Regions from separate parts of the Triticum aestivum genome. Here region 1 is linked to region 2. The links are chromatin contacts, called in public Hi-C maps. All regions are on one chromosome and are shown on one strand. Each heading gives the region's core, a stretch centred on a gene start, on an enhancer-like site or on the middle of the called end of the contact. The rest is flanking DNA. Distances are from core to core; before and after follow the strand shown.

What was found. Hi-C and Micro-C count contacts between places; a contact is called where the count stands out from the background.
Region 1: a contact with region 2 is called in a Hi-C map of leaf, with 3 times the contacts expected there. The contact joins the promoter of LOC123119900 here to the promoter of LOC123119897 in region 2. A contact is called at or near these places in 4 of 5 Hi-C or Micro-C datasets (leaf and root).

The regions. Positions count from the first base shown.
Region 1 is chr5D:135,236,839-135,243,556 of IWGSC CS RefSeq v2.1, forward strand. It overlaps LOC123119900, which reads left to right and starts at 4,944. Exons shown (of 3, transcript XM_044539866.1): 1 at 4,944-5,280.
Region 2 is chr5D:135,062,540-135,069,467 of IWGSC CS RefSeq v2.1, forward strand. LOC123119897 (histone deacetylase 6) reads left to right here and starts at 4,775. Exons shown (of 5, transcript XR_006459057.1): 1 at 4,775-5,015; 2 at 5,105-5,298. LOC123119898 (40S ribosomal protein S29-like) reads right to left here and starts at 4,742. Exons shown (of 3, transcript XM_044539863.1): 1 at 4,586-4,742; 2 at 3,850-3,949; 3 at 3,079-3,277. The coding sequence starts at 4,647. The coding sequence ends at 3,269.

The sequences.
Region 1 (6,718 bases), core at 3,694-6,193, 170 kb after region 2:
GATTTGTGTGGATATGATCATTGTTGTATTCGTTGATCGTTATTTTGATCGCTTCATTTTTTTTCTCCACCTAGGCATAATTTTTGTCTTAGGGCATCTCCAACGCTGACCCGCAGATATCTCCGCTTTAGGTCCTTTTTTATGTACAGACGTGGTCTGCGGACATGATGCAGGAGGGAGCCATCCAATTCTAATAACAAAGTATCCGGATAGGAGAAAAGGTAGGTGGGGACAGTGCATGTGGTGGATATTTGTGGTTTAGTGTTCGCTCGGGAGGAGAGAGAAGGGGACCATGCATGTGGAGTTGGGAGGAAAGAGAGAAGAGGAGGACCATGCATGTGACTGGTCAAGTGCATGTCCTGACTTCGCCAAAGCCCCCACCCACTCACCCACGTTTGTCTCTTGGATATCGGAATACATACGTCCGGACTACTAAGCGGGCATATACTGGTCCCCGTTGGATGACAAAAGTGGTTCAGACACTGTGGTCCAGACATATAGTGGAGGTTTGAGGCATCTCCAACAGCAACCGGTAAATTTCCCCCCGCATCCGTCCGCGGATAGGGGGGACCAGTCTGCGGACACGGATGCGGGAGGCAGCCATCCAACGCCGCCTGCATACATTTCAAGCCGAGTTTTGAATTAGCAGACGAAATTCATGCAAACCGATTGATATTCATCAAAGTTCAGAAAGAAAATAGCACAAATCATCCATATATAGCATGCAAATAAGTCTAGTTTCTCAAATTCGATGTCCAACAAGTTTTTGAATGGCTCATGTCATCCCACACATACTGCCCCTTCAGCTTCATCCAACAGTGTGTGTACGTAAATGACCGTCTCTTTGTCCTATGATACATCACGGCAGCGCCTACGGGCTACACAATGTGTAGTGCAACATTTGAGTGAATGAATGATTCAATCAACAAGTTGAGGAACAAGAAGCAAAACTTACGATCTCCTCCTCTACCGCGTGCAATGGCCACCTTGTGTCCAGCTGAGCAACTACGTGACAAAACTTGGCGACGATGGTGTGGGTGGGGTACCATTGATAAGATAAGGACCTTACATTGTGATCATGGATGATGTGCATGTCATAGGGCTCAATGTGCTTTCATGCGTGAAAGGATTCATGCACTTGCAGCCAGAATGTCCCCTCTCTGCTCCTGCCAATGAAATCTACGGATACGACCAACCACGCATCGCAAACAACTCATCCTCCATGGTCGAGTACCCCGCCACTCCTCTTACTCTGAGAAAACAACATGGCGTCTGAAAAAAGAACAATGGCACTTGACCGAACACATGTCGGGCGTGGTGACCGCCATGGAGGTCGTCGACTGGGTGGCGGAGTGTACCTTGGTACAAACGGCTCCAGGATGGACAACACTGTCTTAAAAGGCAAGCAGGCACGTCGGTGCTGGTTGCGAACATCCGGCAATGCTTGTGTGACGGTCGGAGAGGTACAACGGCAGCGGTGGATGTGGAGGTTGTGGATGCAAAGCAAGGTGGGAAGTGGCGGAGTGGAAGAAAATGGGACCAGGAGGGCGGATTCAGTGGGCCTGGGGTGTCAGAATCCAACGTGTCCGTTGTCTGGACTCCCGCAACCCCCCCCCCCCCCGGGTCTCCACTTTGCGGGGGAAAATGCTTACAGACCACTGAGCGGACTGATACAGGTCCGTGTTTGATCGCTTCCGCGGTCCGGACAACACAATCTAGACGTGTGCGGATGGTTTGAGAGTCGGTGTTGGAGATGCCCTTAGACAACTTTATATTTTGTAGGTGTTTTTTTATGCGTGTTGGTATTAACCATGTGTATCTGCAAAGGTCATGGACTCGTTGTGTTTGTAGCCCTTTAGGTTTGATTCTGAGGTAAATAAAATTCAGTCTTCGTCAAAGAACACTGAACATGCATGGATAGATGGAGCCATGTGACAACCTGCAAGCGGAACGCTATTGGCTAGGACATAGGTAGATCTGAGGATTTTGTCTTCTTTCGTCGAGCGCAAGGAGGGAGACCTCGACATGGCATCTTGTGTGTGATGACGTGGTGACATGACGCGGTCCTAGAAAATTAGTTGCGCCTCCTACCATTGAGAAAAATCAGGTGATTTCGTTTTTTTTGTTGGTTAGATTTCTTCTTACGTTATGAGATGATGACTAGACGATCTCATTTTACCTGCCGAATTATGTCGTCTTCCTCCGAGCCGTCTAATCCAAGAGAACATCATGACGCGTGATCAGTTGTCTGCCCATTTTTGGGGCCTCTGGCAATTACGTTTCCTATATTGTTTCTAGCATCGCCAGAGATAATTTTATTTTGTTTTTGTTTCGTCGTAGTTTTATCTGGTACTCGAAGTACATGAAATTTCTGGACAAATACACCCAATTAAATTTGTCCATAAAATACCCATTTAATTAAGTATCGGTACTAGCTAGCTTGAATATAGACAGATGGTGTATGTAGACTTTCTTCTTCTTTTATTATCTTAAGAAGGAGGTTAAAACCTCAATCTCAGCATCAATGTGATGTACACGGTCATTTTTATTAAAACAAAGGCAACCACAACTGAAACATTACAAGATATGAAATAAATATCTTGTACTATAACTTCCTCCATAAGGAATAAGCACCCTCGCATTGTCATTGTCACGTCTGGCCCAAGACTGTCAATGCAAGTATTTTCATCATGATTACTAAGACAAACCACATAAAAACAGCACATTAGCAAGTAGACAACACATTCAACATGGTAACCATGCAAATTTGCCACCTCTGAGTCCAACCAATCAAGGCCAAAACAAGAGTTTTCAGCTCTCACATGAACCTCGATGTTCCAAACATCATGTTGAAAATGGATCTTTCGGTAGTCACACGGCCTTGTACTCCGCATCAGGTCGAAATGATGCTAGAGGATAGTTGGGACATCTTCCCACCATAGATCATCTTCTCCTTTAGATGCCGTAGTCAGCGCTACGGAATCTGTCACCCTCCATGCACCGCCCCTCCTCCTCGGCCCTGGCGGCGGCACCCACCACGAGCACACTGCATCGTTAGAGCATCTACAGCCGGGCGCCTTAAACCCGCCTCATACGCCCGGGCAGGCCGCCCGCTCACTGTTCGGTCACGATTTTGACCCAGACGGGCCCCTCAAATGGCCCTCAAACACCAGGGCTGACCGGCACCCCCCATATCCAGCCCAAATATGGGGCGGATATGTGGGCGCCCAGGCGTATCCGGGCACGCCCGCCACGTCGGACCCGGTCCACGCTGGCCCATCCGACCCTACATAAAATTCTTCCCATCCGCTCGCCGGACCAAACCCTAGCCACCTCACTCCCCCTCCCCTCCACTCCCCTCCACCACCCAAGCTCGTCTCCGACTCCTTCCGGTTGTCTCCGGCATGGCGGGCAGCGGATCCGAGTCCTTCACCTCCAGATCCGTCGACCCCAAGTTCATCCCACGCGGCCCCGAGAAGGAGCTGGCCGTCTGGCCTCCGCCGCGCCCGGGAGGACGCCCGTGCATGTAATAATATGGATTTGAGGTATCCGAATGTGAAATGCGTTTTTTAAAGGATGACTGGTCACTGTCCGCGGACGCGCCCAGGCGCGTCCGTAGGCGTTTGAGGGGTCGGATTTGCCAACTCCGGCTGTAGATGCTCTTAAAGGGAGCGAAAAGGAGGAAGGGAGGTTTCCGTCGGAAGAAACTCGCCGATCCATAAAAGACAGATCAGGTGGTTTCTTTCCTTGGCCATCCCCAGGTGTCTACCTGAAATAAAGTACTAACAACTACTAAAACCGAAAAGGCAGGGATTTCGATTTCCAGCAAATGCAGTCAAAGAAGATTGGGGCATAAGCACCCAATCACCCAAACAAAATCATGCATCTACTAACCCAGACGACAAGTCTACAAACATCTAACAAATCCAGCTAATCCTATGGGGGGAGGTGATGGGGACATGCATGGGGTGGCAATTAGATGGACAGTGATAGGGCTGACACCATGTGTGTTGAACTAATCATGCATGCAGCTCTTGGATCTTGAGGCCCTGACTTGTCAAAATCCTTGGAATGGGAGTGAACAGTTTGCTTGCGTTGCAGGCCTCTCCCTCCCTCCCACATATCCTGAGGGTGAGGGGGGACCGGGACCAACGCATGTATGTTATTGTTACCAACCACTCCCACATAACTCGCTATCCAATCACACTGCCCAATCTTGAGCAGCATATGAGCCAACACAAGATCCACACTTGAATTCTGAATCTGGTCAGGATTCATTGCTGGATCTGTCTGTAGGAAAAAAGATCCTGCCTTCAGGTTAATAGTAATTCTTCGCAAAAAAAATAGTAATTCTTCGCTTGCCCCTTGGGCCTTGGCCGTAAGAAAGTAACTAACCCGGTAAAACTGATGGGCCTTGTACTGCTTATTACAGTATTTCCTTCTGTTGTGGCAATCAATTGAGTTGGGCACCTTTTTTATACTCTTTTCTTTTCATGTGATGCTGAGGCATATGTTCTGACTTTGGATGACAGTAATGAAAGATTATATCTATGAGCTGTGACAAGTGGTGATGATAATCTTAATCCAGTGCACATGCGAGTACTCCTATAAGAGATCTAAAACACCCCTCAAAAAAATATGAGATCTAAAACATGACATGCCTAGCTGTCTGTTCAGTGAACCTCATGATGCAGTGATCCACAAAAAAACATTCTAATAAACCAACAAAAGCTCCACAACCCCACTGAGAACACAAACAATCGAATGACTAAAGAAACCTACACTTGTCATAACATGAACAAGATCCGTCGTGCGATAAACATATCGATTCGTGCAATTCGACAACGGAAATCTTGCACGATGTAGCGTGGGAGGGGGGCCGCGCTCGGATTATTGGCCCGGGAGATGAGAATATTAATAGCTGGGGCTTGTTATCTTGGTCCTATCCTTTTCTTGGCACTACCTACATAGGAGCATCTTTGGCTCCTTTATCATGCATGAACTCCATTGGCCTAAGTGGCTTGGGTTTGTTTGGCACGGCCACAAGGCCCCACCATGACAGTAGAACTAATGACAGGAGAGAATCTTAAATCCCCTCCCTCCCCTCCCTGCCTCACCAGATTTGATACATGCCAACCTGTTGCTTCTTAACAGAACCAAAAAGGTTTGGACCTTGGCCTAGAAGTAGCTAGCAAGAGAGATCTTCTTGGGGGAGAAAGAGGGAGAGTGCCTTACCTTGTTCAGAAGAGAAGAATTCAGAAACAGGACTCCTTGCCAGAGGTGAGCACAAGTCTCTTGATACTTCCTTCCTCTTTCTTACCTTGTTCATCTCCGATGATTCTTGTCTTGAAAGTTCTGCAATTCAGCTAGCTTTCCTGGGACATGATAATAATATCTTCAAAGTCTACGAACCACGGTCCTTTGATCGGTTCTTCGTTCTTTCTGTTCTTCATTCTTTGTAATTCCATGTGCAAAGGACGGTGCTGATGCTCAGCCTTGAGAAAGTGCAATGGCATGTTTCTATTTGCCAGGAAGCTGTAGCTGGTCTTCCTCCTGTCGTTTTAGGGCTCTCTGATCTTTTAAGGACTGCCATCTGTGTTGAAACTGTTTCCTAGTTTCTCTGGGGAAGCACAATGGCATGCAAGCATATAGAGCAAGGAAGGAGATGCAGAATTGTGTCATGTTTTCTACTCCCTCCGTCCGAAAAAACTTGTCCCAAGCTTGTTTCTCAAATGGATGAATCTGGCACTAACTTGGTGCTAGATACATCTATTTGAGGGACAAGCTTTTCCGGACGAAGGGAGTATAAGTCTTTTTAGACATTTCAAATGGAATACAACATACGGATGTATGTAGACATATTTTAGAGTGTAGATTCATTCATTTTGCTCCGTATGTAGTCACTTGTTGAAAATTCTACAAAGACTTACATTTGGGAACGGAGGGAGTATAATTCTATCTCAAAGAATCAAACGGTACTACAGTTGCAGGGTGTAAATTCGGTAGGTTTCAATTTGGGCAGGGATGGGTGGGAAACACTGAAAGGCTGATGGAGTTTGGGTTACAGATAGGAAAACCTACATATTTTTGTAAAATCTAGTACGTATATTAGAAGCCAAAATTAGAATTGTGCAGGCATACGAACTTAAGATGATCAGACCTAAAAATGCTTCTTACCATAGCCTCCACGAACTCAAGATCTTAGCAGTCCAAATTGTCTGACCAACGTGCATAACTCCCTTTCATATGATCTACGATGGTATTCATGATATATGCTTTATATTGCTCTAAAACTCTCAGCCAATTCACAAGGAAAATACGTACCAAACTTTTATATAACATTTCTCGACAGAAAAAACAACCGGGTCTCCCCCATGTTATTTCCCTGTAACAAACCAGTTCACATGCTCACATAAAAACTGATTAATTTGTTAGGTCACGTCACACACCACCATAGCATTTATTTATGCTTGCATAGGATACTCATTTACACAACTATACAACTTATTAATTGGCAAAATGGCAAAGCAAGCTGGATACTCCTATGTGGAGAATAATAGAACTTGTACAGAGCTATAGAGAAGCAAGTACAATCATTCAGAAGCTACACATGAGAGTGTCTCCATCTCAAGGTAGGAGATAATTCACGACAAGCAGACACGCAACCAGCACATAAACAAAGCTCCAATTATTGCAACGCATATGCAGTATCTTGCTA
Region 2 (6,928 bases), core at 3,525-6,024:
CATCTCCTTCCTCGCGCGCAGCAACAGGGAGGCACACCGGCCGGCGAGACGCGTGACGGCGCAGGAGATGTCCCCGCAAGCGCCGGTCGTCTTCGTGAGTGCGAGGGCCAGCGGCGCACTGTCGCCACGAGCCTCCGCACGCTCTCGAGCCGCGCCACCTGGTCCTCTAGCGCACGCCACAGCATCGATCCAGGGTGTGGCGGCCATCGGAGCTCGGTCTGGGCGGTGGTGAGCTCCTGGATCCACGAAGAGGAGGCGACAGGATGGTGGCGCACCTCTCCTCTGCTCTCCTGGAGCCAGCAGCACGCTCCTGGGCGTCGAGCGGGGCGTCCCCGAGAGATGGCCGAGGCGCGGCCACGACAGGGCCTGGGCGTCCCCGACAGATGGCCGAGGCGCAGCCACGACAGGGCCTGGGCGCGCCGCCGGCCTTCAAGGCCCCGAGCAGCAGCCGCACTTGCGCTGCTTCCGACAGATGGCAGGGCTGGTGGAGCGAGCGCGCGCCGGAGAATGGCCCCGCGGCCGCGAGTATGGAGGCACTCCTCCCGCCACTTCTTTGTCGCCGCGAGTAAGAAGACGGGCGCGGCGGCGCTGGCAGTGGTCTCCGACGATGGGAGGGGTGTGTCTGACAGCGGAGGAGCGGCGCCGACCGGACAGCAGTGCGCCGGCGGTCAAGGGCTTTGGGGTATTTGTACTGCTCGAGGTTATCGACAAGGGGAGGGCCTGATTGCGTTTTTCTTTTAGATGTAGGGGTGTATGTGTTAATATGTTGCCAAATCAGCTCCTTACATTTCGGTCCACTTGTCAGAAAGTGATTAAATGGGGTAAATCACCTGATTGGTGCTTTTTGCAAAAAGTTTATTGAATGTGCGGTGATTTTTGCAAATGATTAGGGACCAGGTGGTTTTCTGTAGAAGAAGCCCGGAATGTGGTGGTTTTATGCAATTAACTCTTAGAGACAACTCTTTACAGTGTATGGCGCCGGACTCCAAGCCGCTAGAGGCGGGCTTAGAGGCGAGAAAAGAGCACATTGTGGCGAAAAGTCCATTCTGCACCCGAGCTCATATGCTCCCGCATGAACAGTAAAATCGAAAAAAATAAAATAAAATTCAAAAAAATTCAATTTTTTTGAGAGAAACATTGACAAAAGTTCTAAGTGCCTGCAAAAATTCATCATGAAATCACATTCCTGTAAGGCGTGGCAAAAACACAAATTCAGTGCTTCAAAATGCGTTTGAAAGTAGCTTTTTTCAGAGTACTGTTTTTGTTTTTTTTGCCACGCCTTCTAGGAATGTGATTTCATAACGAATTTTTGCAGGCACTTAGAACTTTTGTCAATGTTTCTCTTAAAAAAATTAAAAAAATTTGTATTTTTTTCGATTTTACTGTTGAGCTCGGGTGCAGATTAGCCGTGTTGACATTGTGGATGCTCTAAGGATAGCATCCGCGTCCGTCGGTAGAAACACATGGCGAAGGTTGGAGTTCCAAGTAGCTTCCGTGTGGTTTATCGGCTCATGCAACATCTGTGGCAGGTTCTGGATCAAAGGCATAAGTGGTATGAGCAGTGGTTCCCTAGGTATCCAACTGGAGTCTTAAAAATCTGTCGATCCTCCATCACCAATGCAACAAATGAGGCCTTGTCGAAGAACATCTATGCCATCCTCAATTGCACACCACACCTTTGATGGGGTTTGAGTCAAGTTCCACATTTAGATCAGACATCAATGTTTAGATCACTCGAGTACTCATCTTAGAACAGTCATCAATGTTTACCACACATGTTTGGTTTATCATATTTCATTAACCAAACATGAGTTCATGGCATGGGAAGAAAAATACTTCCTCGGTTCCTAACTATAAGTCTTTTTAGATATTTAAAATAAGCTACAACATACGGATGTATGTAGACATATTTTAGAATATAGATTCCCTCATTTTGTTTCGTATATAGTCATTTATTAAAATCTCTAAAAAGACTTATATTCAGGACCGAAGGGAGTAAGTTGCAAACAGTATACTTCCTCTACGGCCTTGTACAATGGAAGGTGCTTAGTAAAATAAACCAGGTTCTTCTTAAGCACCGGTGCTTATTTTTATAGGACAGACGCTTTAAGCGTCTGTCCTATAAAAATAAGTACCGGTGCTTAGAGAAAAACTGATTTATTTCTCTAAGCACCTATCCCAAACACCATACATTGTATAGGGCCTAAGATGGTATGTTCTTTTTTATGTTGTACTCTATCCGTAAAGAAATTTAAAAGCGTCTAGATCATTACTCTGTCCGAAAAAGCTTGTCTCTCAAATAAATGTATCTAGCACCAACCATTTGAAGTTTAGGACAAGCTTTTTCAGACAGAGTACTAGCTAAACACTTATATTTCATATTTCTTTACAGAGAGTGTACATATAATCTTAATGTGCAATTCATGTCAACCCTGGGTTCGAGTTCAGTCCTGGCTTACACCATTACACGAGTGCTCATTCATGTGCTCACCCGTGCTTCATTATACAATTTAGCATCTTTGGTACAATCTATATTTTCATGAATGGATCATAATAAAATGGATTTTAGTTATCTAAAGAAGATTCACTTTGAAGTAGCTATTTCCTACTCCCTCCGTTCCAAATTAGTTGACTTAAATTTGTCTAAATAAGAATGTATAATTAGTTGACTTAAATTTGTCTAAATAAGAATGTATCTATACTTGTTTAGTGTCTAGATACAGATGTATCTAGATAAATATGGGTCAAAGTAATATGGAACGGAGGGAGTAGATACCTATGGTACTTCACGGTTGCACGGTTCATCGATTCAGTCCTTCATGTGCTTCCATAATTTTACCTATGGTACTTCACGGTTGTACGGTGCATCGATTCAGTCCTTCATGTGCTTCCATAATTTTTATAGAGCGTCTTCCATAAGCGTTTTAAAGGCCACTTTATGCAACAACAGATAGAAATGAAATAAGCATATTTGCTGGGTTGCTGGTCTGTTACAGCCATTGACCCAATACGTTCTAATAAAAAAACAAGTTACTTATAACTACCAATGGCAATGAGAGGGGACAAACACAGTCAACAGAATGATAAAGACTTCTCCATGGGTAATTAACTCATGTTCAACAATTACATCATTCAGTATCCATCAAAACATAAAGCCACTCTCGGAGTACAGAGCAAACATTACTGGAATTGTAATTAAGCCTTCTATTAAGTGCTCCATTCCTTCAACCCTGATCAGCATCACTTCAGGGTAGCAGGACCAGGTGAATTAACGGTACTGCAACAAAAGAAAATAATCCAATAATTAGAACAATAGTTCTGCACAAACGATATGTCTAACTACAAATTTTGATATACATGTTTTATTCTAGAATAGGAAGGCTAGATGCAAAGAAACAACGCTGCATAAGAACATCAAGACAACTGTATCAAAGCTTGGCTATTATGTTATCTGAATCATATTAACCAATTTCAGAAATTGCCAGGCCACAATAACAGCATACCACTAGTGAATTGTCAGACTCATAACTACATCTTTAATGTAATGAAATGCCAGCAAAGCACATCTCAATACAGAAGCTGCAAAGTAAATGAGTCAACCATAGAGAACAATGGAGCACATCAATTTGTTAACAAATCATTTATCTCATTTGGATGTAGTCTAGGAATAGGTATCATCAAACACTAGAAGGCAATAAGGAATCACAAATCTAATGTATTAAGTCATATCTGACATTTGAAGCTGTTTACTTAAGGACTACATATATATAGTAAGGGAATCATGACTGACAAAATAATAATATAATTTCAGATTGTTTCTGGTGCAACAATAATGTTCTTGTTGTATACCTTGATGAAGCCAATGTCCTTGGCGTTGCTGCGGAAACACTGCCTGCAGCACATCAGCCCATACTTCCTGATCAGTCCATGGGAGTTCCCACAGACCCGGCTACCAAAAATAACAAACTTGGGGTCAGTACAATCACTCGTAAGCATACTTGTTAATCACAATAACATCAGTGATCGAATGGTACGCCAGACAAGCCAGCACCACACGCTATTTCAGTTTGTTACCGCACAACACCGGAAATTAAACTTTGAGGCAATTCTAGCAATATTTTCCTAGTTCTAGTCGATTGTGAAGCCACTTGCACATCACAGCAAGCTCTGAATGGTTTGAGCAACATACTAACACCAAAACCCGTAACCTTTCGACCAATTAATCAGTACCTAACGACATCTAACTAAGTTAAGCAAAGAAGAGTTTAATCGCCATATGAAGCACGCCAGAATCAGATGATACAAGTTGCCAACGACATCAACAAAATACACATCATATGAAGATGGGAAAGCCTTTATCAATGCCACCTGACCACACCTAACACAGTTAAATATGACATGTGAGCAAGTAAGGTTTTAACCGCCATATGAAGCACGCCACGATCGAATAATATATGTAGCCAACTACATCGTCCAAGAGACAGATCCAGCCGAACAGTTGGTCTAGCAAGAGATATCTAGCCGCGGGAACGAACTAGGCATTTTAAGGAGATGGAGGGGATCGAGGCGGTGGCAGGAGTATTACCAGACGCGGGAGCCGGGCCCGTAGTTCTTGGGGTGGGAGTTCCAGACGTTGGAGTGCCCCATCTTCTTGTTCGCCTTCCGCCTGCCGCCGCCGGTTGCTAGGATGCGCGTGGGAGAATGAAAGGGTAGTTGGCGGCGGTGCGAGCGGGAGAGGCTTATATAGGGAGACGCCGGTAAACCCTAAGCCAAGGGCACGGGTTGGATTGGGCCCAGGCCGACACTTAGCCCCGTATACGGGCTTAAAGGGCCTTTTTGTTGGGCCCAGCCAATCATGAGCATTTGGGCCTCAGATATATGTGCTGTAGCTGCACGACTCGCCGTGGCCCGTGAGACTCGTCGGGAAAAAAAATCGTCGTCTCCTCCTCCACTCCGACTCGCCGAGGATGTCTTCCACCGCCGGAGCCGGAGAGCACTCGTCTTCATCCCGACCTGTCCGTGTGAACGACGCAGCCCCTACCTACCGTCTCTGTGTTGTTTCTTACACTCCACTGACTTGTCCTCGAATGTTTCGTCGTCGCAGGGGAAGGAGAGAGAGGAAGGTGCCGACGATAGCAACCGCAAGGTGGACGATGAGGGAGATCTGAGCCTGGAACTCTATGGAGCCGAGGCGGGGTGGGTTGAGGCGCGGACCAGCTGCCCGCACCTCCCTGCCATGCCCGCCGCCAGCGCCGACGAACTCGCGCGCGTTCCCGCGCCTGATTCCCAGTGCTCTAGGTTTGTCTCACCATCCTTTTCGAGTTTGGTGTCTCGCGATCCTGGGCCTGACATGCGGATTGTTAGGGTTCTTATCTGCTGCTTGATGCTCTCCCCTTGGGCTAGGTTTTTTTTTCTCCCTATTACTATTGGCCTCTTGAGTTCTAGTTCAAGGTGGCACTGTTTGGCTGAATCCCTAGTTCCCAGACTTCAGTTATGGTGAAATATGACTAGATAACTTAAATTGACAAGGAAAAGGGATTGATACTTGATGACAATGCGATTGATTGGTACTAAGTTGTCACTCGAAAGTGTTATGGCAACTTGGCAAGTCATATATATGCATGGTTGACATCACAGCTTTCGTTAACGAAAGTGTGCAAAGGGTGTGAGTTGCCACCAAGGTTTGGTGACAAGAATATCACCCTCTGTCCCATAGCATTCCGATGCTCTGCTCTAGTACTGGGTGTGTAGTATGTCTCAGGAAATGGTTGAGTAACTAGATGATTTTGAAATGAGTAGTTGCACTACTGATTAGTTAGATTAGAATTCAAAGATCATTCTCTTTTCGGTTAAATGTGGACCATGGATGTCACATGAGGTCACTGGTTTAGCTAAAGAAATCAAGTCATGCTGATGAGGAACACTAGATGAGAAGAAAGAAAACACATGCCAGATCTGTTTGGCTACTTCTAGATGCTTCCACTCTAGTGTAGTATTTCTTTCCTTTTCTTTTCTATCCTACCTACTGTTTTCTAGAGTCTTCTAGTTGTGAGTAGCTATGAGTAGAATGGTGAAACTACATAATGTTTTCTAGAGTATTCCAGCTATAAGTAGAAGTATGTGAAGGCTTCCCAAAGCCCTATAAATAGAGGTCCTCGCCTCTACTTTGGAGGCAGACTATGTACCCCTACCTATAATAGAACTTGTTGTTCTTATCTAAGATCTTGGAGTAGATCTTGTGCCCTAGGAGTTCTGGATTGAACTCTGCTGCCCTATCAACATACATTCGCCTCTAGAGCGATATCTAGCGCAGCACGTTGAAGCTGTTCCTTCAACACTTGTGCTGTACACATTGTAGCAGCAAGGTGGAGTTGCTCCTCCACAAACTTTGTGCTGCTTCAGGTGGTATCAGAGCCTTGTTGACCCATACTAGTTCTTGCTGTCCTCTTCGAGAGTAAGTTGCAGCAAGCAATGGAGCAATTGGAGAAGAGGATGGATGCTGCTGAACAACAAATCAAAGAGCTGCGTGAAGATCTTAATAGGAGATTTGACCAGCTGGTTGAGATGATAAGAAAGGGTGTCCCCCCTGCTACCAATGAAGGAGATTCATCTAAAGAAGAGGAAGATGTTCATCAAGGAAGACGGAGAGGTAATCTTGGAGCAAGACCGCCACGACAACATGTTGTTCAACGTGCTTCAAGAAGGCCAATTTATGTTGAGGCTTCTGAAGGTGAAGAATATGATGATGCCCTTGAAGAGCCAAATCTCTACGCATATCGGAGAGCACCCAACCCTACATATGCAAGAGATACATACAAGGTGAAAGCCGAGATCCCAAGTTTTAATGAAAATGTTGACATTGAAGGGTGCCTGGATTGGTTATATGAAGTGGAGACTTTCTTTGAGGTCATGGAGGTTCCGGAAGATC